4 separate regions of the Mus musculus genome follow, and regions 1, 2 and 4 are each linked to region 3. A link is a contact called in public ChIA-PET and HiChIP or PLAC-seq data. All regions are on one chromosome and are shown on one strand. The core of a region is the stretch at or near the end of the contact, and the rest is flanking DNA. Distances in the headings are between cores, read along the strand shown.

What was found. ChIA-PET counts read pairs in DNA pulled down with a chosen protein or histone mark. HiChIP or PLAC-seq counts read pairs in DNA pulled down with a chosen protein or histone mark.
Region 1: an H3K4me3 HiChIP or PLAC-seq map of bone marrow-derived macrophages shows a contact between it and region 3, with 3 times the contacts expected there. The contact joins the enhancer-like site here to the promoter of Syf2 in region 3. A contact is called at or near these places in 14 of 39 promoter capture datasets (the 3T3-L1 cell line, the C10 cell line, the HPC-7 cell line and 8 more), 1 of 15 datasets of contacts at CTCF or cohesin (the NIH/3T3 cell line), 2 of 484 Hi-C or Micro-C datasets (B cells and nephron progenitors), 29 of 115 datasets of contacts at active chromatin or transcription factors (the NIH/3T3 cell line, the SCID.adh cell line, T-cell acute lymphoblastic leukemia and 21 more) and 4 of 9 other capture datasets (adipose tissue, embryonic stem cells, macrophages and 1 more).
Region 2: a contact with region 3 is called in an RNA polymerase II ChIA-PET map of memory CD8 T cells, with 4 times the contacts expected there. The contact joins the enhancer-like site here to the promoter of Syf2 in region 3. A contact is called at or near these places in 16 of 39 promoter capture datasets (the 3T3-L1 cell line, the C10 cell line, the HPC-7 cell line and 7 more), 1 of 15 datasets of contacts at CTCF or cohesin (the NIH/3T3 cell line), 44 of 484 Hi-C or Micro-C datasets (the AML12 cell line, B cells, CD8 T cells and 33 more), 34 of 115 datasets of contacts at active chromatin or transcription factors (the 230-238 cell line, the HPC-7 cell line, the NIH/3T3 cell line and 26 more) and 2 of 9 other capture datasets (embryonic stem cells and macrophages).
Region 4: an H3K27ac HiChIP or PLAC-seq map of embryonic stem cells shows a contact between it and region 3, with 2.2 times the contacts expected there. The contact joins the enhancer-like site here to the promoter of Syf2 in region 3. A contact is called at or near these places in 9 of 39 promoter capture datasets (the 3T3-L1 cell line, the C10 cell line, the HPC-7 cell line and 4 more), 1 of 15 datasets of contacts at CTCF or cohesin (large pre-B cells), 11 of 484 Hi-C or Micro-C datasets (B cells, the G1E-ER4 cell line, LSK cells and 7 more), 13 of 115 datasets of contacts at active chromatin or transcription factors (the 230-238 cell line, the SCID.adh cell line, T-cell acute lymphoblastic leukemia and 9 more) and 2 of 9 other capture datasets (embryonic stem cells and liver).

The regions. Positions count from the first base shown.
Region 1 is chr4:135,237,947-135,240,646 of GRCm38.p6, reverse strand. Clic4 (chloride intracellular channel 4 (mitochondrial)) reads left to right here. Exons shown (of 6, transcript NM_013885.2): 2 at 1,676-1,785. Among named protein-coding and RNA genes, the nearest start is that of Clic4, 33 kb to the left of the region's middle. Within about 2 kb of position 1,341, at least 57 of the 459 cell types and tissues checked have an H3K27ac peak or open chromatin away from gene starts, as enhancers often do. A contact at or near this core is called in B cells, the HPC-7 cell line, bone marrow-derived macrophages and 5 more, where this site is marked.
Region 2 is chr4:135,219,859-135,222,558 of GRCm38.p6, reverse strand. The region is part of intron 4 of Clic4 (chloride intracellular channel 4 (mitochondrial)); the gene reads left to right. Among named protein-coding and RNA genes, the nearest start is that of Clic4, 52 kb to the left of the region's middle. Within about 2 kb of position 1,303, at least 17 of the 459 cell types and tissues checked have an H3K27ac peak or open chromatin away from gene starts, as enhancers often do. A contact at or near this core is called in CD8 central memory T cells, liver and memory CD8 T cells, where this site is marked.
Region 3 is chr4:134,929,550-134,932,249 of GRCm38.p6, reverse strand. Syf2 (SYF2 homolog, RNA splicing factor (S. cerevisiae)) reads right to left here and starts at 1,270. Exons shown (of 7, transcript NM_026780.3): 1 at 1,232-1,270; 2 at 966-1,070. The coding sequence starts at 1,255.
Region 4 is chr4:135,412,315-135,415,014 of GRCm38.p6, reverse strand. It overlaps Rcan3 (regulator of calcineurin 3), which reads left to right. Exons shown (of 5, transcript NM_022980.4): 5 at 1-2,700. Among named protein-coding and RNA genes, the nearest start is that of Mir700, 3.0 kb to the left of the region's middle. Within about 2 kb of position 1,379, at least 3 of the 459 cell types and tissues checked have an H3K27ac peak or open chromatin away from gene starts, as enhancers often do. A contact at or near this core is called in embryonic stem cells, where this site is marked.

The sequences.
Region 1 (2,700 bases), core at 92-2,591, 310 kb before region 3:
TGCTTTTTCCACCCAAATGTTGCACAGGGAGTGGTAATGCAAATCGCCTTCTGCTCATAGACACTCATATGGCTGTGTTTGCCGTGTGTGTGTGTGTGTGTGTGTGTGTGTGTGTGTGTAAGTAAACAAGCAGGGGACTTCCATATTTCCTGTTTCCCTTTTTGCTGTGGTAAGACCAAACCCCCAAAGATGCAGATGAACCAGGCTGAGAAAGCAGCGCTCTTGGCTGCCATTGTGAATGGCCACCTCTGTGGAGGACTGGCTGAAGTGATCAGAATGAAGATGAGCTGGAGTGTCTTTCTCCTAAGACAGGGTGGGATGGCTCAGGCTGGCCTCCAACCTGCTCTGTAGTAAAAGACGACTTTGAACTCCTGATCCTCCTGCCTCTGCCTCTCAAGTGCCGGGATTGCAGGTGTGTGACACCACACCTGTCTCCCCATCTCCCTTTGAATCTTGGGGCATGTTTGATAAAATTAAAGATTTGTCTGGCTTGAACTTCAGAAGGCTGCTCGTCCATCATTGTGCTCAGGGCAGTAAACTGCTTCATTTAAACAGGATTTCAAAAATGCTTATACAAGTGTCTGGTTATTTTCTTGCTCCATGAAATAACATGGGTGTAGGGTTTTGTTTTTGGTTTTTTTTTTTTTTTTTTTTCAGACAAGATTTCTCTTTGTAGCCCCCGCTGTCCTGGAACTCACTGTAGACCAGGCTGGCCTCGAACTCAGAAATCCGCCTGCCTCTGCCTCCCAAGAGCTGGGATTAAAGGCATGTGCCACCACCACCAGACTCTACCACCTTTGATTATGGTGATCGGCAATTATTTAACTCTTTGAAGACAGACATTATACATTTCCTTGTTTCATGTTGCCTTATAAAAAATGCTGTTTCCAGGCAGTGGTGGTGCATACCTTTAATCTCAACACTTGGACAAACAAGGCAGTCTGACGGAACCTACACCAAGGACTTAATTGGAGGCCAGCTTGGTCAACAGAGCAAGTTCCAGGACAGCCAGGGCTACTCAGTGTATGTGTCCTTGGGTATGATGCGCTTCTCAACATAGCAGCCTTTAGTTAATTTTCTATTGCTGTGATAAAAACCATGACCACGGCAACTCCTAGAAGGACCGGTAAATAAGCCCTTTAAGGGCTCTAGAGGAATAGGAGTTATCACTACCACAGTGGGGAAATGTGACAGTGGGCACCAGGCTTGGCTGCTGGAGCAGCCATTGAGAGAGAGCTCACATCTCAAACTATAAATAAACCATGGCTTATAGCCTACCCCCAGTGACATACTTCCTCCACCAAGGCCACCCCTCCTAATCATTTCCAAACAGCGCCACAAGCTGTTTTCAAGTGTTCAAATGACAGAAACAACAGGGGGGCATCTTCATCAGACCATCACACATCTCTTAGCCAAGTGTGGCTTTTCAAGATAAGTAAAATGAAATTTTCACCACACTGGTACATCCCCGTTTTAAGTAGTCATTAGCCAGCTGTTGCTGCTGGCTGCCACATTGGAAAGTTGCAGTAGAGAGGCACAGGAAAGCCCATTATCACTACACCCTGCATGTGCCCCCTCCTTGTCGCTCCTAATATTCTGGTTGGAATTCATCGGCAGCTCTGCTGCTTGCGTGTCATCGTTTTGACCTTGTCTTTAATGTTTGCTCTGCCTCCAGGCCGGAAGTGATGGTGAAAGCATTGGAAACTGCCCCTTTTCACAGAGGCTCTTCATGATCCTTTGGCTCAAAGGAGTCGTGTTCAGTGTCACAACCGTTGACCTGAAAAGGTAAGGCTTGCCTGTGCTGTGAAGTCGGCTCTCGAGTGTGCAGTTTACCATCAGCATGGATCCTTTCCTGCCCTCTGCTTTGATTGCACATGAAGGACACAGAAGTTACTCAGGTTTTCTGTTTAAGATTTAACTTGTATAAACATTCGGGTCGATTTACAGTGTCACCCCGAGTCCTAGTTTTTCTCTTGGTGTGTTTGCTACCCGTGGCTGCATGTGGGTGAATCTCCCTTGGAACCTGGTTACCTTAAACCTCTGAGGAGCCCTGAAGGCCAAGGTTTAGTGTACAAGCAGTGAAACCCTTGAGTTTCTCAGCGTAAACACAAGCCACCAAGAGCTCTGCCTTCTGGCTGACAAAGTCTGCTAATTGTGAATGGTAGCATCTGGATCTCTGTGGGGGCTTTGAGGGGGTGGCACAGCTTAGGATTAGAGCCCCCTCCCAGCTAGCACACACATGGGGTCCAATTGCAGTTTGAGGTAGGGAAGGCAAGAATAGGAGTTTTAGAGAGCTGAATAATGTGGTCTGTTTCATTTAGCCTAGTTTTTAGGTAATAGTATATTTTCTGTGATATTACAGCACTTCTGGTATAAAATAAGAGCAGTCTTGCTAGTTGAAGATGTGTGTCTAGGTTTCTCTCTAGAGGCCAGATTAAGGGAGGCCAAGAAGAGTTCTGATAAGTAGGATGCCCCTCATTCCCTCAGGAACTTGTCCCCCGGTCCTCCCCCCCACCCCCATATTTTTGAAGAACACTTCTGTTCCCATCGTCCCCAAAGACAGAGAGCAGGAGCTCTCTAGCCAGTCAGCCTGGCTAAACCGTGGAGCTCCGGGTTCAGAACGAGAGCCTGTCCCGGGCTGGAGAGTTGGACTTCCAGAGGACCAGGTTTAATTCCTAGCATCTTCATGGCAGCTCACAA
Region 2 (2,700 bases), core at 54-2,553, 290 kb before region 3:
TTTCAGTCTCCAGCTATGGCTCCTTCCTAATACCTGGTTTAAGGTTATAGTGTTTCATAATTCACTGTGGGATTTCCATGTCTTTGCTCTTGGTTTCTGGAATGTTTTTCTTCAGTGATGGAGAAAGGGACTGTTTTAGTGCCCAGGCCTGGTGTATGTCTATTTTTATAATGTGTTCTGTGGCTGCCTTGGTTTAGAAGCAATTTTCTTGAGTAATTGGCCGTTTTCCTGACTAATGTTCTGTCTAAGCAAATGTTAGGTTGGAGCCCCTGCTTCCCAGAGTGTTTGGGCCGCCTGCTTGCCCGGGCCACCTTGTTCACAAAGCCGGCTTTTATACCCAGGCCTGCTAGCTGAGCAGCCTTTGTGCTCTCCTGCTCATAATGTTTTTATTTCTGCGTGCAGTGTTTGAGGGAGTGTCTGGAGAGTTGGTCGGATTTCATTTACTACATGGAGGGGAGAAGAGGAGAGTAAAATGAATTTTCCTTTGCCTTGGGGGTGAAGGCTGGGGGAGGAAAAGTGACTCACTTAAGTATAACTTTGTATTCTATTTTTTATCTGTCAAGTTGTTACTGCTTTAAGTGGCCACTTACGCCCACTGTCTTTACAGTGCTGCACAGTAAGGAGGGGGCTCAGCAAGCACGTGACGTGTTCAGCAAGGCTTTGTGTTCAGTACCTGCTGGTAAATAAAGAGTTCTAGTTGCCAAGGTACTTTTCTCACAAGGGCCTGTCACTGCTCCAAGACTTTCGAAAACACCTTTAAATCAAATTCAAGCTGAATGCTTGTCCGTGTGTGTGTGTGTGTGTGTGTGTGTGTGTGTGTGTGTGTGTGTGTTAGTTACAGTTCTCTTCCTGTCTGCTGAGCAGTTGCATGCTTTCAGTAAACCTAGGCAGTGAGGTGAGGCTGCGCCTCCCAACACTTGTAACCACAGTGCACACAAGTCTGCTGTACCAGCCTAGTAAGTGCTTATAAAATCCAATGTAGCTGAATATTTTAAAGACCCTCTGGGCTTAGGTGTCTAGATACAAATTAGCCACCTGAACATGGGTCAGGGCCAGTGCTTAGATTGAAGTACACCGTAAACCAATAGGCTTTAGTGAATAAACTAAAGGGAACTGTGAGAAAGAGACAGAGACAGAGACAGAGACAGAGGAGGAGGGAGAGGGAGAGGGGATAGGTGACAGAAGACGGATAGATCAATCAATCGATAGATCAATAAATGGATCGGTCTATCTTTTGGTAACAGGTACAAGTTGGCCGGGAGTAGGTTTATGTAACCTAAGCACTAAGAGAGAAGTGAACCAGGCGTGTGGTGCGCATCTTTAATCCCACCGCTACTGGGGCAAAGGGCGGCTAAGGTGATGCTGTGAGACCATATCTCAAAATTAAACTATCCACCCAGAGTTTCTCACGTACTAGCTGAGAGCTCTAACACTGAGCTATACCCTCGCTCAATTGTGTATGTATTTTAACAACAGGAATGTTGATAACACATTTAACACTTCTGCCTTGAATCTGCCCGTTCAAACATGTAAGTAACAGAGCAAGTTATGTTTATTGGAAAAGCTAAGGTTGACAGGGATAATTTTTAAAAGATAGGATCTTTTCGTTCTTTGAGACTGTCACACATGCACACAATGTACTTTGGTCCTGTTCACTCCTCTCCTCCCACCAACTCTACCAGATCCACCCCATCTCCCCACACTTCCAGCTTCAGGTTTTGTTTTTAGCAATCCACTGTTTACAATTTTCTGTTCACATCTTCCTGGGTGTGGGGCTGTGCACTGGAGCATGGGTGACCTACCAGTAGCCACACCTGCAGAGAAAACTGACTCAGCCAGGGATGGGGGTTCACAAGTCTCCCCATTCCCATGCAGAAATGCTTTGTGCAGGTGACCCCAGCTACCGTGAGTTTGTGAGTATAGGGTCCCGTTGTGTTCAGAAAATATTTCTCTGATCCTTCCTGACTTACAACAGGGGAATAGTTGAATGAATATAATTTCAGTATGTAATTCAATAACAGATCCAAGGTGACTGGGAGTCATTTTATATAAAACAGTGAGTGGTGTAGTGCACTTGCACGTTCATATTATTGTGCATTATAAATGCTTCCTGCCACTGATCCCAGCACTCTGGGGGCCGAGCAGGAAATGGCCGGGCATTCCAGACTAGGCTGGCTACAGAGTGATCTCCTGGGCACCCCCACATCCCTTCAAGTCATTCCATGTCCAAACAAGTCTGCCTCTGGCTTTATAAATTCTTATTTATATATTCTTCTTATTTAATAGGAATTCTATTTGCCATTTCCCAGTTGTTGGACCTTGTAGATGGCCTCTTTGACTATGCTATCGGGTATTGCCCTTGAGCTAGGTTACAGGTAGGTGTGGGAAGGTTTGCACCTTTCCTCGTCCTTTTGAGACGGTGTCTTACTGTTGGCTGCAGCTCTCCTGGATGCAGATTATAGCCCGTACCACCATCTCTAGCTACTTTATGCATTTTGCCAAAATTTCAAAGTCTGTACCAGTTTGTATTTCCACGAACTGCAGGTGTTCATTTCCATATTTTCTTAGGCCAAAAGTATTATTTTTAATTTTAATATAATTAATTTTCAGCTGTGTATACTATACTGCTTTTTTGTTTGTGTTTTGAATAGCTTCTTAGAGATAGAGATGGAGTGCTAAGCAGCCCTCCTAGCTTCTAGA
Region 3 (2,700 bases), core at 21-2,520:
AGGACTATACAGAGAAAAACCCTGTCTCAAAAAAAAAAGACAGGAGCTGGAGAGATAGCTCAGCAGGTAAGAGCACTGACTGCTCTTCCAAAGGTCCCAAGTTCAAATCCCAGCAACCATATGGTGGCTCACAACCACCTGTAATGGGATCTCACACTGTCTTCTAGTATGTCTGAAGACAGCTACAGAGTAATTTTTGTAATAAATAAATCTTTGGGCCGGAGAGAGCAGGGGTGACCAGAGCAAGCAGAGGTCCTAAATTCAATCCCCAAATACCACATAAAGGCTCACAACCATCTGTACAGCTACAGTGTACTCACATACATAAAATAAATAAATCTTTAAAAAAAAAAGAGATCAAGACAAAAACAAGTCAAGCAGGCTGAAAATCTTGGCAGGTGCTAGAAGGGAGACAGTAAGAAGATATAGCATGCCTTTTGAATTATAGTCCAAGAAAACAAGCAGGTTCAGAAAAAGGGTCAGATGACCAAGCAGTCACATAAAGAAGTGAGAGGGAGCTAGCTTCTGGGAAAGAATGCTAATGTTGAGAGTGACTCGCCAGCCATGCTTACGATTTGAGTAGACATCCAAACAAGAGATGGGAAATAAGTTATACTTTTTTGAGTCTGAACTCGGAGAAAAGGGAAAGTGTGTGCTCGCTGTTTTTAAGGTGAGAAAGGTCTGATTACTATTTCTAACCAATTATTTCCCTAGATGAAAAACGAAGAATCATGGAACAAGAGGAAAAACCTAAGGTACACCCGGTAATGTGGGTGTGGCCGGGTGGAGCAGGCGGGTGGGGCTTTTGACGTGTGTCAAAGCGATCTCAACCCGAGTCCAGACCCACCGGCGGGCGGAGATCTGGTCCCGGGGACGCCGGGTCCGGAGATCTGGTGCGTGGTGCGCCTTCCTCCTCCTGCTCCTCCAGCCCTACTGCCAGCCTGGCCCGCAGCCCCGCCACTCACCCGCTTCAGATGCAGCTCACGGAACTTGCGTAGTCTCTGCTCCCGCTTCTGCGCCGCCAGCTCCTCGGCCGCCAAGGGCCTGGCTTCCGCGCCATCCGCGGGGACCTGCGATCATAACCGGCTTCAGGCTCGGCGTCTGCCAGGGGCCACGGCCCAGGCCTGGGCCCGGCACCCTGGTCTCCCCGGGAGCCGCACCCGGATCCCACCCATGTCCTCAGCCCCGGCGTCTCCCGGACTGACACCTACGCGAAGCCGGTGATACTCACCACAACTTCAGTCACAGCCGCCATTACAGCCTTCTCTCTACTTCCGTCAACAACGCTGAGCACTTCCGGCGGCCTCTGGCCCGCGGCCCAGACTCAAGCCTTCCCGATGGCGTCAGTTTCTTCCGGCCTCTCACGCTCCTTTTAGTGGGAGGGACTGACGCGTGGTATGGCTATGCGCAGGCGCAAACGGGGCGGGGCGGGGGCGGGGCCCGGGAGGGACGACAAGGATGAGGAAGTGCTCCGAACCTGTCACCACATAGAATGGGACGCCTGGTTGGGGACTGCGTATCCTGTCACCAGCTCTAAAGAACCTTGTCTCTCTTGAATTTAATCCGCATTAAGTCCCTTCCATAGAGTAGATAATTTGCTGATGTTACTAACTGTAGAAGAGCAGGGCGGGCCCCATATCGTTCACTCTCACATTCCAGCACCAGAGCAACTACTAAGGTCACTAAGATAATTCGGGAATAAGACAGGGATATATGAAACGTGTACCTTTCAAAATCGACGACTAATTAATTTTAGAAATGAAAAAGCCATCCCACGTGTAAAAATAGCTGGGTACAAATCGGCTGTGGTGGCATTCTCCTAGCGTCTCAGCCGGTGGAGGCAGGAGAATATCAAGTATGAGGCTTGCCAAGGCTACACAGTGACTTCTAGGCTAGCCAGTGCTATAAGACATGGGATATCTAAAAGCTTAAGCACTGGCAAGAAAAAAATGTAAACTGTGGGCAATTCTCTTTTGAGTCCCCCTCCCCTGTAGGAAGCTACTTCTCAAGCTTAATAAAACTTGGCTTGCGCCTGGCAGTGGTGGCACACACCTTTAATCCCAGCACTTGGGAGGCAGAGGCAGGCGGATTTCTGAGTTCGAGGCCAGCCTGGTCTACAAAGTGAGTTTCAGGGCAGCCAGCCAGGGCTACACAGAGAAACCCTGTCTCGAAAAACCAAAAAAAAGAAAGAAAAAGAAAGGAAGGAAGGAAGGAAGAAAGAAAGGAAGGAAAAGAAAAGAAAAATCCTGTCTCTGGATTAAAAGAAATGAGTGAGTTACTTGGCTGGAAGAAGTGAGGCAGGTGAGTTGAGTCTAACTAGCACACAAAATCCCCACAAATCAAATGGAAGGCAATACATACCTCTAAATGAGGAAGTTACAGCCGGCCTATTTCTTTTTTTATGTATGGGGTTTTAGCCTGCATCCATATATGCACCACCTGCATGCCTGGTGCCGACGGAGGTCAGACTAGAGTTATGGTGGTCCTGAGCCACCATGTGGGTTCTGGGATGGAAACATCTTTCCACTACAGCCAGTGCTCTTACCTACTGAGCCATCTCTCCAGTCTGTGCATTTCAGTGTAGCAGCCAGGCTTTGAATCTACTGGGACTAGTTTCAGGCAGTTGATAAAATGTGTGCCAGGAACCAAACTCGGTGCCTCTTACAAGAGCAGCCCACACTCAACCACTGAGCCATCTCC
Region 4 (2,700 bases), core at 130-2,629, 480 kb before region 3:
CCATAGGTCACTCAGCATCACTGGTCCCTTGCAGACTTTCCTGCCTTTGAGTGCTGGGCTACAGGTACATCAGCTGCTCCACTCATCAAGTATTCAGAGCTGGCTGGCCTAGGTGAAGGGGCTGGGCATAGAACAGAGAGGAACATAGCTGCAACTGCAAAGAAAAGAACGTAGAGAAATGAAGCCATGAGAGCCGTGTACTTTGCGTGACATGTTAGGGCTGAGTCCTTTTGTGGTAGGATTGATTTCATGAGCGTGCATGCATGAGCTCACACACAAACACACGCACACAGGTGCATTGTCTGTCATTAAAACCGGGTCCCATGTAGTCCAGGTTGACCTCAAACTTGCTGTGTCCCAAGGATGACCCTGAACTGCTCCTCCTGCCTCTGTCTCATAAGTGCTAGGACTGAGGGTGTGTGCCACCATACCTGACAAGAACAGGAGAGTGTCCCTTGCCTTCAGGTCCTGTGGAATGCTGAATTCTGCGTTTGCCATTGGGAGCCCTCCGTGCAGATTCAGTTGCAGATTACGATTCCACCCGCATTGGTTTTTAGATCCAAGTCATCTGTCAGATAAAGTGAGTTTGGTTTTGAGGTGACAGCTCAGTGTGGCCCAGGTTGGTCTCAAACGCCAGGCCTCAGTGGGTCTTCCCAGTTGACTGGATGCAGGCACACAGCTGCTGTAATCCTGAGACTTTGGAGGCGAATGCAGTAGATCAAGAGTTCATCCTTGGCTTACAGTGCTTTGCAGTGCTGAGCTCGGCAGTGTACTTCATTTGATTGTAAGGTAGACCCTAGCTGCCAGCAAGTGTGTTCTCACAGTTGGGGAGTTTGTGTGTTCCCCGTTATACAGTACACGTTCTCTCTAATTTTCTATGTGATCATAACCCTGTTTTAAAATTTGTCTTGGCTTTCATTTTCTACCCCTCAATGAAAGAACATTCTTTTTTTTTTTAAGTCAAGAAGTTCAAATCTGCATACTTGATGCTACCTTGGCCACTGGCAGTTGTGTTGCCACCTTATCTGGGTTCCCTGGATAGTCACATTCATGCCATGTGTTAGAATTTACATGTTAAAATGTAAACAGTAGTGAGAGCGGAGCCAGGCACAAAGGATGCATGGAGTTAAAGGTTCTACGGAATGTCCCTCTCCCTCGGTTTAGAGAATCAAGTTCTATTCCAGACTAACGGTGGGCCTGGGCTTTATATTTTTATGTAAACTATTTTTAGACTGGAGGATTTGGTTTTCAGAGGAAAGCTTTACGCATAATTAAACCATGGGAGTGTACTGGATTCTTTGATGCCTTGGGTTCACACCTACCTGCTTGCCTTCTTCTCTATAGAGCCTGAGACCTCACCCCGGGTCACCTCCAGCCTCCCTCTGTGCTCCATAATACATCTATCTTAAAGGAAACCGTTGTCTGGGTGTGGTGGCCCTGGCCTGTAATCTCAGCCTGCAGGAGACTGAGGCAGGAGGATTGAGAGAACGGGGCTAGCTTGGGCTACATGAGTTAAACCGTCTCAGAATAAGGTTTTTCCTTTTTCTTGGTGTGACAGTACAGAGCAACTGGGAAAATATTTACTTCTAGCCAAGAAGTCTGTTCTGGACTCATTCTACACAAACTTAAGTACACACACAGAGAGAGTACGATGTATGAACCTTGAGCAACCACATGACAAATGACTGTTGGTGTTTCAAACTCCCTTCAAGAGTGTGTTCTCCAGAAAAGCCATCCCTCTCAGAGTGCCACTGTTTCCCTCAGTCTTGAGTGGAGCGCAGTTCATAGTCAGGATTACCGTGTATTCAGCACAGTGACATAGGCTGTCCTCTCAGCGCTTGGGAGGCAGAGGTACCAGGGCTTGGCAAGCTTAAGGCCAGCCTGGGCCATGTACCGAGACCCTGTCTAAAAACAAGGGGATTCCTGGGTGTCCAGGTATCCCAGGGACAGATAACAGCAACTGTGCATCTTGTCCACGGCTGGGAACGTGCCGTATTCCTTCCCTGTGGTTTCTAGTCAAGGCTAGAAGTGATCCCAGATACGGTCAGCATGCAGACACCACCTACTCACTCGGGTTAGTGCTTTCTCTTGGAAACCTGCAGTTCTTGAAGTGGGTCCCGAGACCCTTGCAGGTCCCACATGGCCTGACCTGACCGGATGTGCGTTTATGACACAGGGGGGTTTCTTTTCTATCTATGCAGATAATTTGTGGTTTTCTGTACCGTTCCCTGTTGGCACCCCTCTTCCTAAGTCCAATTGAGGACTAAGGGACCACAGGTCTCAGTCCTGTGCCGTGCTGTGCCCTCTGCTGTCAGCCTCTGAGTATCTATTCACGTCATGTGTGTCTTTGACGTGTGAGAACGCATTCACAGCTGTTGCACATTGATCCCCACAACTGAACCTGCAGCTGGATTAAGTCCCGAATCCAGCATGTCTGTAATCCCCTGGTCTGTGCACTGTAGTATGCTCGCTGCACGTGTGGAAACTGGTCAGTGAGCCTCATCCGTGTGTCCTGTGATTTCAGTATCGTTGATCTGATGGGCCACAGTTCATTATCAGCTTCAACTGTCCTGTGTCCTGAGGCTTTCGAACATTCCTTGTCCTGTAAGGAGGTGACAGAGGCAGACTGTGACCCGGAAGACACTTGTGATTACCTGTAACAAACGTTGATGTTGAAACTAATAAAGAATTGTTGTTTTT